2 separate regions of the Mus musculus genome follow, and region 1 is linked to region 2. Evidence: chromatin contacts called from public HiChIP or PLAC-seq data. All regions are on one chromosome and are shown on one strand. Each heading gives the region's core, a stretch centred on a gene start, on an enhancer-like site or on the middle of the called end of the contact. The rest is flanking DNA. Distances are from core to core; before and after follow the strand shown.

Region 1 (3,952 bases), core at 1,071-3,570, 420 kb after region 2:
AAGCAAGTACAAACAGACACAGATGTGCATACACAGAGAGAAGCATGCGCACATGCACACACACCAGACACTTCCCTCAAATTACTTTGATTTCAAATACTTACCTAGACTTAATCTACCCTTCCTAATACATGAACCATTTATCTTCACTTGGACTCTAAAAAAATTTTTAAGCTTATAAGATTTCAATGTTTGGCTCAATAGTATTCCTTAGGTAGCTCTCAACCTTCAGAACAAATCTTTCGTTTTAATATTGGGTCACTGGGAGCCTAGTGCCTTCCAACACTGTCATTTGTCTTTTCCAGCTTATTTTCTCACCGGCTGTAAATACATAGATTTGTGTTGGTGGTGGTGGTAGTGTTAGGAACTCTGTCAACAGAACTTGCCTATTCCTCTGCTATAGTCATAGGAAGAAAAAGTCACAGAGAATGTCAAAACCCAGAGATCACCCAAAGTGCAAAGCCTTTTGTAACTAGATTTCACAACATAAACCACTTTGAGAGGCTTCCAGAATGGCAGGCACGATAGTAAATCGACGATGCCATCTGCCAAATGGCCTGGAGAGGCTGAGAACCATCGGACTCATTAATTATTGATGACAATCAGAGTCAGTTTGACTTCATTATAGGCCAAGAAGAGGAAATCATTGAGGAGCTTGATCTTAATGGACCTAAGAGTAACAAGGAAGCTGTGGGGGTGAAAGAGTCCCGCTCCCCACCTCCTGTCTTCAATCTCTTTGAGAGCAATGTGACTAGAATGAGATGGGGTGTCTAAATAATTTAGGCAAAAGTCAATTGGTGGGAGGCCATGAATTCCAAACATGTCATGTGTCTGCAGGGGTCATGGTTCACCAGATAACTATACTCTCATCTCTTATAAGAATGTGGTTGTTTAACTAAAATGTTGCTTTCTGCTAGAATCTTTACCCTGGTTTTCTTCTCTCTTTTCAAGGGCTGATGTGAGACTTTGGAGGTGGAAAAGGAGGGACCTGAAGAGAATTGTTGAAGTTCTACATCCTTTCTTCAGCTCCCTGGCTCTTTATCTAGTCCTTAAGCACAGCCTCTGCTTGTCAATGACCCACTCCTTACATGAAGCATCTACTGGTCAGTGGCCCACTGCTTACATGTAGCCTCTGCTCCTCAATGCAAAGGCTTTAGGGAAGAAATTGAACAGAGTATCCAATCTGATTGGAACTGCAGGGGGCTTTCCATAGATGGGATGCAATTATTCCACTTGGACTGCAGCCAAAGCCAGCACTCCTGTGATGCTCTGGTTCCCTTGTATTTCTCTAGTGCCTTCTCTATGCCAGCACATTGCAGTCCCCTCCCTTGAGTGAGAAGAGTACCCTCTCTCCTGGCAACCTTTCTTTTAAACAATTTAACTTCAACTGAAGTACAATGAGCCTATGACAGCCCAAATGCCACACGGTGCCTATGGACCATGGCAAGCAAACCAGAGTTCGTAAGCTCCATCATCAAAAAATTCTGTTGATGTGAAAAAAAAATGTAGAGCAAAGACATAATTAATGGCAATAAGAAGCGAAGCAAGTCAAAAAGCCAGGGGGCTCCAGCTACAGTGTTCATTTTCAAGGAGGAGGGAAAAGTATGCACTGTATTCTTGACTATGAAGTAAATGAAATGAATCATTAATTCTTTTATTTTACTGTAGGACAGAGGCACATATTGAGGAATGGACTGGAAGAGGATTAGTATAGTTTGGTCAGCTATACTCAGTGTATGGGATGAGTCATTGAGTGGTAAGCTTGAGTCTTCAAAAACAAACCACAAGGCTGGGGAGGTGGCCCAGTCAATAAAATACTTCTGAGTCAGTACAAGAACCTGAATGTAGTCATCCACCCACTTTAAAAGCTGGGTACAGATGCACACATCTACAAACTCAGCACTGAGAGGCAGAGACAAAATGATACTATCTTGCAGGTCAGTCACTCAAGCTGAAAAGGCCCACATGGGATCCAGCGAGGATCCTGTTTCAAAGAATAAGATCGAGAATGACAAAGAAAGATACTGTTGCCAACCTCTAAGTGTTGGCCTCTGAGTCCTACATGCATGTACATGAATATGCATGCATACCTGTGTGGTTCCATGTTCTGCCTCTCTGCTGGCAATGTCTGGATGCCACTGATACACTGGCTCAGCAGGTAGTGGGCAAAATCTAGGATGGGAGAGCACACAGTCTCTTCAGGATGGGAAAACGTATATCTTCAGGTTGTCAGATGTTGCTGTGTGCCAGACCAAGGAGAGTGAGTCAGAGCCTGGGTGAATAGATTCCATAGGGCTCCAGTCCAACCCAGGAATGCTGGGAATGTGGGAGTGTTACAGCTCTTACAAAAGGAATAAAGAAGTTTGGGCAGTCAGCTTGAGGCAGGTCATTCAGTCCTGCAGCTGCAGCAGCAATGGTGATAGCATCAGCCAGCACTCTGATGTGAGCCTCTGTGGGCAACAGGAGCCTGGCCAGGCAAGCAGGTCCAAGATTCAACAATGAGTGCTTCAGGCAAGAGAGCCCTCCTCCAAGCCACTCTGAGACGCTCCTCAGTGAAATAACTTGTGCACTTTATTCCATGTGGACAGCGATTCTATGAACCTTGGGCAGTGGGATGGGATTTGGAGGGTAAATGCTTTCTATTGGCTGAGGTTCTGAGCAGGCACAGACGAAGCAGCTCCACTCCTTTGGACTCGAATCTCTGAGATTCCCAGGATTTGAGTATGCTCTACCTCACCAGTGCTCATGACTGTCTGGTGGCATGCCCACATGCCCTACACACCTATATATATACATACACGTACATGCACACATACAGAACACACACACAAGAATCCTTCTCCTCTCTGATCTCTATTTAATATGACTTTATTAACGCCATGCCACACAACTTGACCTCAGATGTGGATGTTTTGAACTTCTGAGCACTGTGCATCCCTTTGAGCTGAATGGCGGTTCCCTCTTACGGATTGGCATAGTCTCATGATCTTTCCTCATTAGGAGCTCTAAGCAATTAAATCACACACACACACACACACACACACACACACACACACACACACATCTCTCTTTAATTTTGAAGTATCCCGTGCAATCCACTCATGTTTGTTCTTTGAAATCATTATTTCAAATTTTAATGGACACAGAATTAATTGGACATTATTGTTAAATTTAATAAGAAGCAAACCAAATGGCAATAATGAGAAATCCTCATTAGAGCCCACTCTGCAGCCAGCGTGGTCCTCCAAATCTGACGGGAAAGAGCATACTGCCTTGCAGAGTGCTAGGAACATTGCTGTTTGCCTCTCTAATAGAATGTTTTTAATCCTTGTATTCAAGGTATTTGCTCATGGATGGCTATGCTTGATCCTTCAGCTAAGGCACGTGCTATTATTTTCTTGCCATGCATGATAAAAACACAGTTTCACATGCTTATTATGACTTCCCCAAGGTCACACTGACAGGTACGTGTTGCAGCCCTAGTGCTTTGTCCACTTCAAATTCTCCCAACTCCCCTCAACGGTAAGAACAAGAACTAAGAAATTACCAAGCATGGCAATACACACCTGTAATCAGTACATAGCGGCTGAGGCAGGAGGAGTATGAGCTTAAAGCAAGCCTACGCTACATAGTAAGTATATCTTACAGAAAAAAAAAGAGTAAAATGGACAGAATTATTTTACAGGTTAACTGCTGGCAAAAGATATGAAACTCCCTTGGTTCAATGACAAAGTGTTATAGACACTCACAGGAAAGTCATGGCCAGCGAAACATTTCATCCTATGCTTTCTTTAAGAGAGTTTCTGAATATGAAACAAGTTATCTCACAAGAAAGAAATCTTAAATATAAAGAACCCAGGCCATTTAGAATTGGCATTACACATAGTTGCCTTTGCCCTTTCTCCAAAGTGAAACATTGCCATTGTGATACTGATGGTAAGAAAAAGACTTT
Region 2 (4,045 bases), core at 1,463-3,962:
ATCTGAACATATTCATCACACTGTGTGTTGTGCTTCTGGACTTGCAATTAATCACAGCTCATTTCAAGCTTCATTAATTAATACTAAGGCCAGGGATCCAGTAGAGGCCCCTAATTTCATCTGCAGTATTTTTAAATTATTATTATCTTCCGGAGGAAGAGTCATCAGAATTAAATGAATTATGTTTAGATTCCAACAGTGCATTGCTGAGAATTAAAGGAAATATTAAGATCACCCCCATGAAGGAATTCTTGGGACAGCAGATGCTTCCTGTCGTGGTGAGGTGACATCTGGCCAGCAGAGGGAGCAGGATGGGAGAAGGAGTTTAGGCTAAGTAGACTTAGTAACTGAAAGATTGGGAGGAGAGGCAAATGGAGCCCACCAGGCAACTTTAATAGAGACAAAACCAACAGTAGAGAGCTGCAAGATCCCAGGTAGCCTGGTCTGGTGGTTCTGGGTGTGTGTGTTGGGGTTAGTGGTGGTGGGGAGGTCATTTAATGTCTCTAGTCCTCAATTAAAAGATTTCAATGTTAAGAATCTTGCTGTGATTTCAACAAGGAAAAGAGACCATTAATAATACAAAGTGATTCCCAAGGTACAAGGAAACTGCCAATGTACTGTTAACATAGAGACTGGTGGTGGTTGTCACTGGGCTAAGATAGTTACTCTCATGGCTGCTTTTTATGGCATTTGTTTCCTACACTGAACAAGGCAGGCCTATCTCTGTGTTTGATGAATGCTCACTATTTTTGGCAACTTCAACACTTACAACATCATTGCTCAGCCATAATTTGTATATTCACTGTTTCCTGCTAACATGTCACCTGTTGATCAACTGCTGGAAACTTTTGAATTTGAAATGAACCATAGGATGGAAACTGGGGTTGAGTTATTAATAGAGCAACATCAAAATATGGAATACTTTGTGCATCAATTGATATTTGTTATCATAAAAGCATTAAAGAGAGGATTTTCTAAAATATCATTATCAGGCCTTGGAAGAAGGTACAGACATGTTCTAGGAAAGCAAGGGCTACATAGAAAGATGTTGCCTGGAAACAAACAAACAAACAAAACAACTAAAAAATCTAATATTAAAATTAGAACATATCATAGGGTATAATGCTCTATGAATCCTACCTTTAATGGGACATCTTTTCTCGCACTACCTGCCGCACTTTGGTCATCTCCATCACTGGATACAATCACTTATGTATCTCTGAGTCTTAACACAAGATGCAATATACCAGTGGTTCTCAATGTGGGTCGTGAGCCCCATATCAAATATTAATTTGCAGCAAAATTGCAGTTATGAAGCAGCAAAATAATTTTATGGTCTGGAGACATTGTGATATGAGGAACAGCATTTTATAGAGTTAGGAAGATTAACAACTGCTGCTCTGTTCATTGTTCGGGGCCCTCACAAGATACAGTGCTGGTCTGAAATCTTCATTGAATTTTGTAAGTATTCCCATGCAATCATGGCCCATATTCTGCTACTTGTCACATAGTCATATCACACAACTCTAAATAACATGTACATGTTTTGTTATCCGGTATGTGTGGTTATTTTATACTTATGTCACACTTAGTGGATGGCGCAAGTTCTGAACTATAAGGCAAATTGTCATTGTCTTTTAAAAAAAGATTTATTTATTATTATATGTAAGTACACTTTAGTGGTCTTCAGACACACCAGAAGAGGCCATCAGATCTCATTATGGATGGTTGTGAGCCACTATGTGGTTGCTGGAATTTGAACTCAGGACCTTCAAAGAGCAGTCAGTGCTCTTAACCACTGAGCCATCTCTCCAGTCACTGCCATCGTCTTAACAACAAAGAGTGCATTATTTCAAACCAAAGTGTTATAGGTGACTCACTTGCTGTTACCTCTTGATGAAATCATGAGAAGATGAAAATATTAGAGAGGAGTGACTGCTGACAGTGTAAGCTATTCTTTTTCATAGAAAAATAATAACGAATGTATGTTAAAGTAATGCAAAATACTAAGGAATGTATGTTAATCATAAAAAGTCATAGCAGAGTAAACCCTGAAGCCAGAAATATAACTCTTATTATCACTATAAGAATTATGCACTGTGCATAATGACTTGTTGAATCTCCATTGCACTAACAGTTCAGAGGATCTGTCTACTCCAGCATTACCATGAATATATATACAGCGTACCTGGTACTGATATGATGTGAGGACTACAGAAGTGTCTGTAGGAGACACAAATGTTTTCACTTTGTTGTGACCTTATGGGGACACCGTTGTATATGCAATTCATCATTGACCAAAATACATTACATGCACAGGGCTGCAAAGAAGTGTAATCAATAATAAACAGATAAATGAATACTAACATATATGGCTCTTCTTCCAGACTTTAAAATGCCCAGGGGCAATGCCACTGTCTTTTCTGTCATTTCTATATCAGCTCCTAGGGCAGTGTCTATGACATGTTAGGTATTTGATACTTATTACATGAATGAATCACTTGAATGAATAAGTAGGGGTCACGCTGGGTCGAGTCTTATTTTCTAAAAGGAAACTGAAGCACTCACAAAGCAAATTACTTGTCTAAAGTCACACAATTAATTATCAAACACATTTGGCACTATGCCAAGCCACACAGCCCTGGTTTCCTTGGCTAGACAGCCTCAGACAAATGTCTGTTCTTCAGAGTTGCTCAATCTGCACTCCGCCACACAGTTACAAGCCAGACAGGACATGACAGCAGTGTTAGTAATAAAGACTCGAAATGGCTCCTCCAGAGAGATAAGCAGAACCTCCAGTGACGACCAAAGTCAAACACTTTGGGGAGGGGTACAGGACAATATAAGAGCTACCAGGAAGTCACATAAGCAGAAAGTTACAGAATAGAGGGCTAAGGAGTCCTACCTTTTCACCCCAGCTGCGTTTGTGTGACTTAAGGGGAATAAGTTAGAGATTTCAGTGAAGAAAAAAAGTATACAAAGTAAGGTTTTAAAGAACTGTAATATCAAAGTATTATTTCTACAAGCAAATGACCACAGATATTTTCCTGATGGGCCACCACCTCGATTACACCATAGCTTTTCGCTATCCAAATCAGGAAAGCACACTTTACTACAGTGGAAGAATGACTCGCAAGACCATGAAGGAAACATAAAAGGGAAGATTTAGGCAGGAATGCAGAGCATAAAAAGAAATATGATTCCGATGGTAGTTGGCATCTAGCCTTGCCTCAATGTCAAACATGCAATGTGGACTCAGGAGAGCAGGGGAACCCAGGAGTGCTGTCAAGTCCCAAGAAAGCATCACGGGATGATAGGACTCAGTGTTGCCCCATTTTTCTATTACAGAGAAGAAGCTAAACACTCAGAAATGTATGTCTTCTTTTGCTTCTTTAAAAATAGTCAGTGACAATTACTATGTGTGGCGCTAACTCAGGAAGAAATATGACTACGGGCTGTGGCTCACAGAAGTATGAGCACTGACTGAAATCTATACACCCTAGTGGAATGCATGCCACTGCTGAAAAGTGAGAAAGAAAATCATGTGTCCAAGCAATGTATTCTTCATTGGGAGATAGTTGCGGGGAGGAGTGGAATATAGGTACATTTTTCCTCAAGTAGCTTAAGAATCAAGTAAATTTCTTCATTTTCTGTCCCTAGATCATCTATTTCAAGGTAACAGACTAAATCCTTAATGCTAGATTATTTTTAGATGACTAACTTTGTTTTGCTTAAGTCAAATAATTGATCTTATTTGGGTCTCTCAGAGACCAGAGCAATGCATGAATGGGAGTTCCCACAAGGGGTTCATGGTAAGGGAGGGAACTAATTTTATATTGCAGACAGCTGGAGAGCATGGTTGGGAGAGAAGCTAGTTACTGAAAGGGGGAGGTTTCCATTATCCAAAAGAAGGCCAGCAGTGGCCTGCAGTGGGAGCAGGGCAGAGATCTCTCTGCAGAGGCTGTTTGTATATCAAGTGTCTTCACATAGTAACTCAAATTCTAGCCAGCCATCGGGCATCAGATCAGTGTGGCATTCTGCTCAG

Evidence for each region. HiChIP or PLAC-seq counts read pairs in DNA pulled down with a chosen protein or histone mark.
Region 1: a FOXA1 HiChIP or PLAC-seq map of pancreatic cancer cells shows a contact between it and region 2. The contact joins two enhancer-like sites. A contact is called at or near these places in 1 of 484 Hi-C or Micro-C datasets (the C2C12 cell line) and 1 of 115 datasets of contacts at active chromatin or transcription factors (pancreatic cancer cells).

The regions. Positions count from the first base shown.
Region 1 is chr9:34,277,746-34,281,697 of GRCm38.p6, forward strand. No RefSeq gene overlaps it. Among named protein-coding and RNA genes, the nearest start is that of Kirrel3, 210 kb to the right of the region's middle. Within about 2 kb of position 2,321, at least 97 of the 459 cell types and tissues checked have an H3K27ac peak or open chromatin away from gene starts, as enhancers often do. A contact at or near this core is called in the C2C12 cell line and pancreatic cancer cells, where this site is marked.
Region 2 is chr9:33,856,064-33,860,108 of GRCm38.p6, forward strand. No RefSeq gene overlaps it. Among named protein-coding and RNA genes, the nearest start is that of Gm25439, 59 kb to the right of the region's middle. Within about 2 kb of position 2,713, at least 21 of the 459 cell types and tissues checked have an H3K27ac peak or open chromatin away from gene starts, as enhancers often do. A contact at or near this core is called in the C2C12 cell line and pancreatic cancer cells, where this site is marked.